Linked DNA regions of Zea mays: region 1 is linked to region 2. The links are chromatin contacts, called in public Hi-C maps. All regions are on one chromosome and are shown on one strand. The core of a region is the stretch at or near the end of the contact, and the rest is flanking DNA. Distances in the headings are between cores, read along the strand shown. Region 1 has its middle 87 kb from the start of LOC103629270. Region 2 holds the start of LOC100283502 (nodulin-like protein).

What was found. Hi-C and Micro-C count contacts between places; a contact is called where the count stands out from the background.
Region 1: a contact with region 2 is called in a Hi-C map of ear, with 5 times the contacts expected there. The contact joins the enhancer-like site here to the promoter of LOC100283502 in region 2. A contact is called at or near these places in 3 of 25 Hi-C or Micro-C datasets (ear, endosperm and tassel).

What each region holds. Positions count from the first base shown.
Region 1 is chr6:48,502,510-48,507,161 of Zm-B73-REFERENCE-NAM-5.0, reverse strand. No RefSeq gene overlaps it. Among protein-coding and RNA genes, the nearest start is that of LOC103629270, 87 kb to the left of the region's middle. Within about 2 kb of position 1,396, at least 17 of the 20 cell types and tissues checked have an H3K27ac peak or open chromatin away from gene starts, as enhancers often do. A contact at or near this core is called in ear, endosperm and tassel, where this site is marked.
Region 2 is chr6:48,307,090-48,311,618 of Zm-B73-REFERENCE-NAM-5.0, reverse strand. It overlaps LOC100283502 (nodulin-like protein), which reads right to left and starts at 2,693. Exons shown (of 5, transcript NM_001375357.1): 1 at 2,391-2,693; 2 at 2,167-2,229; 3 at 1,910-2,026; 4 at 1,399-1,819; 5 at 737-1,275. The coding sequence starts at 2,569. The coding sequence ends at 922.

The DNA of each region.
Region 1 (4,652 bases), core at 147-2,646, 200 kb before region 2:
TGTAACTATATTATCCCCTAAGTACTATTGAAGGACATGTTATTTGCTTTGCACAACTATGTATAAATTGTGGTGTAAGATAGAAAATGATAGCACCCCAACCTCATCCATTCTCGTTATTCCAGGTGAACAATGAGACATATATCTTGAAGAATATGCTTGAGTTATGAGAGATAACGACTTTGACAGATGTCATCGTCAGGGGAGGGAATGCTTATATTGATCACAATCGTGAGACAATAAATGTCATATTCTATGCCCTGAAGGCGTCAGCTTGATGATCAATATGTGAACCTTTATGGAACTTTCTATCAAATATATAGATCCAGTCAATCGAACACCATCAGTCAAAGTGGCTTATTTATATTAATACATGCACTTACCTTGTATATCCTAGAAGTGAGTAGAGGTAAAGTTCCTGAAATAGTCCTTGCAAGGATATGCAATCCGTTTGCTAAATCTTTATGTGCATATACTTTCAGAAGAAGATGTTTTGCCTTATTGATACGGTTTTGCATGGATCAGGGGAGCACATTTCTAAAGTTAGCCCTTGTAGAAGATTTGATAGAATCTAGATCCCAGAGGATCAAAATCTGTTCCGATGACAACTGTTGTACTCTTTTTTCCTTGGTGAGTTTTTTTGAAGTTTCTCACATGAGGTTTTTAACGAGGCAACAAAGTGCAAATACAATTTGTATCACCATGCATTCTTTCTCCATATTTTTCCCACTGGGTTTTTCGGAGTTTTAACGAGGCATGTATTTGTCGCGGTATTCACCCAAGGGAGAGTGTTAAGTAACCCTAGTTAGGGTTATGTGGGCAAATACCTGCTTTGCCCCTAAGGGGTCTCACATCTCTATATAAGGAACATGTACACCCCTCATAATACAGAGAAGAGAAAGAGGCCAGAGGTCCAATCCTACATCTTGTATCTCGTGTGTTCACTGTCATGATTCTGGGAAGGGATACAGGTCTTCCACATCTTCTCGCGCCTAATCTGTTGACGGGAGGGAATGGAGCGGATCTGATGATCCGTGGTAACGTAATTCTCAACAATATGGTCGGTAGTGTCCATGGAACTAGTTTTCGGTACAAAATTTAGGAGGAATTAGGTACAAAACTATGTTTCAAGACAAAATTCGGAGTTTCTTAGAAATGTCATGCGAGATGTTTACATATTGCGATAGCGAAAATGTCTGAAGGGAAAAGAAAAATGATAGCCACTAGTGCGAGTGGATGGCCGGTCATTTACTTGTACAGGGCTACAGGCTAGCTACATGACGTGCAAGCAAATTGTGTCTTGCGTGCGAACCTGGTGGCCATGAGCCCATGACGCGCACGCGGCCGAGTAGCCTGCTAGCCTTGCGTGGGTGCTGGAGCTCCAGACTACGCGTAGCCGACGGCCCAAGGCAATGGCACAGCGCTGGCCCAGCGCGGGCGTGGTACTTCAGGTGTGAATGAGCACTCCGTGTGGTGATTGCCGGCCCATGTGCGAGTGCGCGGACCAGGCTGGCGTTTGGCTGTTGGTGTGTGCCCTGAGTTGGAGGCTCGCGCGTGGGAGAAGGCCTAGGCGGCAAGTTGGGGCAGGCGCAGCAGTAAACAAAAAGAAAGATTCCAAAACATACTAATTAAAATCTTCTAAAAAGCATGAATCCAAAAAAGTTATAACTCCAACAATCCTCAATAATTTTCCTAAGGGTTGATTTGGTGACAAGGGGATCTCGAGAGGATTGGAGGGGATTGAGAGGGAAATAAACTAATTTCCCTCTCAATCCCCTCTAATCCTCCCGGGATCCCGGGTCACCAAATCAACCATAAAACATTTTGAATTGGTCCACGTGGGTCTAATGATGCAGGTCTTTTTCAGTTTTTCTGTGCCACCAAGCGAACCCAGGCTCCTGGCCAGCGGGACGTTGCCATACGTCGCCTCCCTGCAACAAATAGCAGTCTAGATTGGCAACAACATGCTCCCATCGATCGTGGCAAGAGTAGGTCTGGATTGTTTTCTAGAAGATGTAAATGACGATTGGACATGTATAAGCATAAGAAGTCGAATCCAGACATGTATAAGCATTCGAATCCGGACAACTCGTTCATTCTCACCGCTAGGCTAGCAAGGCATCGCACTTTGCTCTGATGTGGGGGATGGATATCCCAGGGCCATCAAGGCATAGACTTACTTCATGTGCCGCCCGAAAGGCCCCAGATAAGTCATCCAAGGGACGTATTGTGGGCCTCAACTGAGAGGTACCGACAGTCGGCTTAAACCCTCACACGCCGGGTCAGAAAGGCTAATTAAATGTCGCGAGACTCGATTTGCTCATGCAGACGGGCACGAGATCTGCGAAAGAGGTCAACATGCTACCGGAAGACTCGGCGCGATCGTAGCAAGTAGTGGGATAGACACGCATGAATGCTTTGATTTGTACTAGGTCATCTCCTCGATCGACTATATAAGGTTGAGGAGGTACCCCTACAAATAGGTTAGATCCCGCTAGATCACTAGGGCACCTTCATCTCCTACCTTCAACAATCGCTTGTAAACCCTCGAACTCAGAGCAATACAACCTCTAGAAACCCACATAACATAGGGTATTATGCCTCACCGATGTCGGAACCTTTATAACTCGTCGTGTTCCGTTGTTCTCTGCATGAACCATCGAGCTGCGATCGATGTTGTTGTCCTACCAAAAGCACTTTGTGGTACGCCCGTAGTGCACCGTTGGTACCAAACACCGACAGCTGGCGCGACAGGTAAGGGCTGCTGTTGGGGACTTGTTCTCAAATGCTATGAGTTAAGAACAAGGCAACACAAATGTTAATGGTTAAAGACCTTCGTCCTTCGAAGCATTATCTCCTTTAGGATATAATGATCTTCAGACGAAGGTTATGAAGGGCATACCTTCATAATCACAACATGTAATAATAAGGGCAGGGACATATGAAATATGGAATAGAACGTGAATAATAATAATAAATCATTAGACTATTCATATTCTCCTTATATAACCATGAACAAACATTAATGATATTGAATTACATTTGTACCTTTGGCTTGGCAGAAGGTAAAAATCCAGGAGTGATGTGCAAATGAGTACAAGTCAGCATAAATAGTACGGTGTTACTGTTCATCTATTTATAGGCACAGGACGCAGCCTGGGTAAAATTACATCCATGTCCTTGACACTTACTACTGACTAAGAAGTAATCTGTCGAGGACTAGGCAGTATATTCCCCTTTAGGTCGGTTCCATTCTCCATCGCTGCCCTTGCGCTAAGCCGAAGCTTCTTCATTCGTAGCTTCGAAACTGGTTCATCCTTCTCCTAGACCACGCCTTTCATACCGTGCACACCATCATCTCAAGGACGAAGGTTCCTATGACAATATATTATACTTGGAAAGCATGTTAGTCGTGTTTTTGAGGACCTTCGGAAGACGAAGGCCTCCAACAGTAGCCCCTCGCAGTATTAATTTGTTCTTGTATCAACGAATTCAGACTGTGACATGAACGAAGGCCTTAAGGCGAAGGTCCGAAAAACACCTTCCCTTCACTAGAATAGCTAAAGTCAATGACAAGTGGGGCCTGCCAAGTTGCAATGCACTAAGCGTATAAATAGAAACCCACAGCAGCGGCATTTGCTACGCCATTTCTGTTGCTTGCACTGTTTTCTCAAATTTTAATTCTCCTGCGGTCAGCTCTTGCTTGATTTTCGAGCTTCGTGAAATACTGAAGTTTTGAAGAAATGTCTGAGGAGAAGAAGGAGTCTGAGGTGACATAGGTGGCCGAGGAGAAGAAGGTTGTGGACCCTTTTATTGCTGGGTTTTATGAATCTATGGCAAAACGAATACAGAGAAGATCACAAAGGTGATAATGACGGATTTATCTGAAGACTCTAATGACAGTGATGACTTTGATGTGGAAAGTGGAGATGAAGATTCCAAAGATTGGCTCTGGCGGCCAAGCCATACCATCTTCGGAAAGTCAACCATTAAACAAAGTCAGATTGACGCCATGAAGGGAAGATACTTTCGTGGCATGTCTATTGTGAGGGTTGGAGGAGACAGCACCGCCCCTGCACCTGAAGAAAATGAAGTTGTTGTTTACCAGAGCTTTATGAAGGCAGGCCTTTGGTTCCCATTGAGCAAATTTGTGGTTGAAGTGCTAAAGATATTTCAGATCTTTCTACATCAAATTACCCCCGAAGCTATAATCAGAATGGAGATGTTTGTTTGGGCTGTGAGAAGCCAAGGGCTGGAACCGAGCGCAAAGTGTTTTTGCAATATGCACGAACTATTGTACGAAACGAAGGCCACTGGCAAAGAACAGTATCACAATAACTTCAGTTGATATGGATTCATTGCCCCTCCCAATGCAAGCTACCTGGTTCCAACATTTCGGAAAAGGTGGCCCGGGGCCTAGTTGGAGGAATGGTTTTATGTTAAGAATAATCTGATTGAGAGGGAGGACATTAAGGAAATTATCTAGCGCCCCATCTGGTCTCGCTTCGGCCTTCGAAGGCCGAGGGTGGCGATTGAAAGTGATGTCGAAGCGTGTCAAAAGGCTTTCAGCAATGTCTATGCTTTCATTGGCACAAGAGACATAATCCAAGAGCACATAGCCTACAAAGTGTGGCCACTTGTGGATAACTGGG
Region 2 (4,529 bases), core at 1,444-3,943:
AGTTCTCTGCATGCCGTTGTCGTTTCACTTAATCCTTTTTTTACCACTGTCAATTACTTAGATCAGGTGGTTCTGATAACAAATACAGGAATTTGTTGGCGAATAACTAGCGGTAGTTTGGTTCCTTACCTGACTGTCCCATGTTCCGATATTGTTGGCACTGGAGTTGAGCGATACGAGTCTGGATCATTTTGGGTAGAGTGGCCGCTGAGCGATATGACTATGAGTCATGAGCTTCGAGATTGATTTCAACGTGTGCCCTGCTAGCCTGATGCACTCTCCTAACTTATTATGTACTCCTAACTCATTTTTGATAATTCCCTATACCAAACACGTTTTCTTTTAGTATGGTATTATCAACCTAATTATGATATACAATACGCAGCAAAATAGTTTCTATGGCACAATACAACAAATTTCTTTTATAACCATGTGGTTATTATCAATTAAATCCGTGTATTACAAGTCCAACTAACTAACAACTTACAAACTTAAATAATGTATCACATATTATTGTTTTGTGATTGTGCTGTTGAGTCGGTGTATTTATAATAATATTAAATGTTTATATCAACCTTAATATAATATTAATGTTATAGTGATTTTTTACCACGTAGATTTGTTTTATATTAATTTTTGACTATTGTGATAATGTACCGGCACATACAAGCGACGCGGCATCGATACGTCCCAGATGGGCTATGTGCTCGGCCAGTGGGCTAGCTAGCTGCTACAATTTTGGCCCAATTAGAAAAGCAATATGCATGTCCAGAAGAGAGGAGAGGACGATCGTCATCGGGCGAACAAGAGACCATCCATGTGCATCGGAGTTGGATACGCCCAGACCCACCACATAGACATTAAGACATAGGCACGTACGTAGAACCTACTCACACACATACACGCGTAGACCATTCCTCATCATCCGGACTGATGGCGCAGTGGCGATGATGGCTCCATTGCGAACTGCTCCTTGAGCTGCTTCTGGTTGTCTCCGCCTGCTGCGCTCGGCTGCTGCTGCTGCTTCTCTTCGTCGTCTTGATGCTCCTGGTGGAGGTGGTCCTTGCTCTTGCCCCAGAGGACGCTGTAGAGCCCTCCGACGAGGAGGCCGCTGCCGAGGAGGCTGCCCAGGCGCACGATCTCGCCGAGGAAGAAGGAGGAGCAGAAGATGGTGAGCAGCAGGCCCAGCGGGTTGGACATGGCCAGGAACACGGGCCCGCGCTTCTCGATGCACCACGCCTGCAGGTAGAACGACACGCCCGTCACCACCAGACCCTGCATACCACACATATATGCACGCACGCATATATTGTTAGTACATTAATTCATCGTCGTACGTTGCTTTCGATTCATCTGTCTAATACGACTGCTGCTGCTAGTGCTTAGCTAGCTACTCACGGAGTAGGCGACGGCGAGGAGGCCGACGTCGAGCTGCAGCTTCCAGGCGGCGGGGTCCCGCTCGACGGCGACGGCGAGGAGGAAGGACTGGGCGGTGCTGAGCGCGCACTGCACCAGCGTGGACAGCAGCTTGTTGGGGTACTCCTTGAGCAGCGACGCCTGCAGCACGATCCAGAGGGACCACGTCGTGTTGGACAGCAGCATCAGGAACGTGCCCTTGATCCACGTCCCCTTGCCGCCGCCGCCGCCATCGGCATGGGGATGGGGGTGCTGCTGGTGCGCCGCGAAGGCGCGGTGGTGGTTCACCGGGCTCATCGACGGCCCAGTGTACAGCGCGATGGTCAGGACCCCGGCCAGGCACAGCGCCACGCCCGCCGCCTTCGCCATGCCTGACGGGCTTCTCAGCCGAACCACTTCCAGCCTGCATGCATAATATATATGTGAATGAACATAATAGTGACATAGGTGTGCTAGCTAATGATGAGTTCCTTTTTCTGCTTTATGTATATACCTTAACAGGACTGCCAGGAAGAAGGTGACCACAGGGACAGAGTTGCTCGTTGCCGATGCCACTGTTGCAGAGGTGTACTTGAGGCTTATGTTGTACAGATTCATGCTCAATGTGTTGCTACAAAAAGTTCAAAAGGAGACACCACATACATACATGTCATATATGTATACAATATGGTGTTAACCATCAGTAGTTGTATTCAGTAACAGGAAGCTGCTGATACCACTGATTGGATGGATGTAATGTCAGTTACATACCCAAGCAATGCATAGAAGAACAGCTTCAAAAACAGCCTGAATGACATGGGTGGTGCATTCTTCCTGCGATCGAATCAATCACAGATATATCGATATCAGCAATTTCACCAAGCTATTATATATTCATCACATGGGGAAAAAAGCAATTTGCAGTTTTAATTATGCAGAGTAGACTGCTGCTGCTTATCCTTAGTCAAGTTGAGTCGGCTGTTGAGCTGTTATACCTTTCAAGCACAATGGCTATGGGGAGCAACAGCGCAGTGGCGGCCGCCTGGCGGTAGAAGATGAACACGTAGGTGCTCATGCCATGGTCGAATGCCGCCTTGGAGACGACGTACATGCCGGTGTAGATGAGCTGTATGACGACGGCAACCCCGTAGGCTTTCTTGCTGGTGGTGTCCATGGCCAGCAGGCCTCAGCTCTCTCCTACACTTGTGCAGGGAACGAGTGCCCGAGATGGTTTTATGCCTGTCTAAGTGTCTATCTAGCTAGCTAGCTGATGCAGCTACCTGCTGGCTACACTGAATAGCAAAGGAGAGGAGGGGGGCAGCCTTATATAAAGATGAAGATGCTGCATGATCTCCTCCTCTGGTTGGATGTTCCAAAGTTAGCTAGACTAGTGTGTGTGTGTATGTGTGTGTAGCTTTTTTTTTCATGTTGGCCTCCTCTGAATCACAATTTTTTCTGGTGTGTTTGGGCAAGAGTCATCTTCCTAGCTCTCTCCATCCAAGCTCCTCGTGTCTTCGGAAAGAGTTGATGTGGTCGTTTGCCTTAGCACTTTGGGTATATCTGCTGCACTTAAGAAACATGTGAATAATCCGGTTATTAGCTAGCTCGTGGATTTGTTAGTGCAAAGAGGGATGAGTATGGTAATGCGCTTTGCTTGCCCATTATTGTTACACTTTCTTTACCTTTTTCGATAAGCCACTCTACTTTCTTCCTAGATCTACCATCTGTCTGTCTCTCTGACACGGATTTTTTTTGAAGTTTGCAGAAAAAAGACATGGGCCCAAAATTATTATTGTAAAGTTTACACACCGAGTTTAATTAACATAGCCAATACCATAAATGAAAGGCAAATTAAGAATCCCATCAACCTTGACTTTGATATAGTAAGTAATAGCTGGCGATGAACTAGCTAGATGGTCTTTGAGTGTTCCTCCTATAACCGAGCCCAAAAATCTCCTTAATTTATGTTAACACGAAGAAGTTGCACATGTCATATGCGTATTTGGTTTGTAATATTTTATAGTCCGCTATTTGATCCATATATATTTGTCTGCAACGGTTGGCTCGTTCCATTTTCCACTAGTCTTGTGCACTCTTTAGGTCTAGTTCGATTATTCCAATTTCATATGAATTGAGTGTATTGAAACAGATTGAACTGGATTTTGACTTGCTATGGATTTAAACCGACTCAATACCACACAATCCATATGAGTTAAGGGTGAAACGAATAAGCCTTTAGCTGTTTTTAGCTAATGCTAAATTTGTCCTCACAAGTGTAGTACCTATATGATATTATCCCTGATGATTGTTTGGGGCACTGCATGATATATAATACACAATCAATTAAAATATATAGAGAGCATATATATATTATAATACCACATACGACTTTTCATACATATCGGAGAAGACGTGTCTGATAGTTATTGTGATGTCGTACTTCTTTTTAGTCTTAAATCAAGAGATCAAGATCCTCGAGGTGCATCTTGTAAGAGCTGTATGGAAGTTATCGTACCTTTCTTTTGGATTTCTTTTGGAGTATCCAAAGATTTCAATATAATGACATGTCCACACTGAGGATAGATTAGAAATGTAGTCTAGTGCCCATGGTGCCCGAGTCGCAACATTTAAACAATACAAGTTCTAAATCTTAAAGTATAAAAGGGTGATTCAAGTAGCTATATATTAAGGTGTTTGGTTTGAGAAATAAGGTAGTCCATCGTCTTCTTACTTCTTTTTTTGTTTGGTTTGTGGAATAGAATGATTGATCCATCACCACCTTATTCCTCATAGTTAGTTAATTAGTACTAACATGAGAAATGTGACCATTCTACCAAATTTGGGATAAACTCATGATATACCACCTCATTTTGGACATACCTTGTTTCCTAAAGTACCTATAATGATACAATTGAGTGATACTCATAATTAACTTACATGGCAAAGTGACTTGAACAAGGTCGAGGTCCTTACGTGCAGCATCCTATGCATGTCATGGAAATCTACAAGGATTTGGCAATCATTGTCCATCTTGAATGAGTCCACCAAAACTTTTACAATGAAGGAGTGTAGGTCCGCTTTTGCCGCTTCCATGTACCATCGATGGAACCTCCTTACTTTGTGTGGCTCCTTTA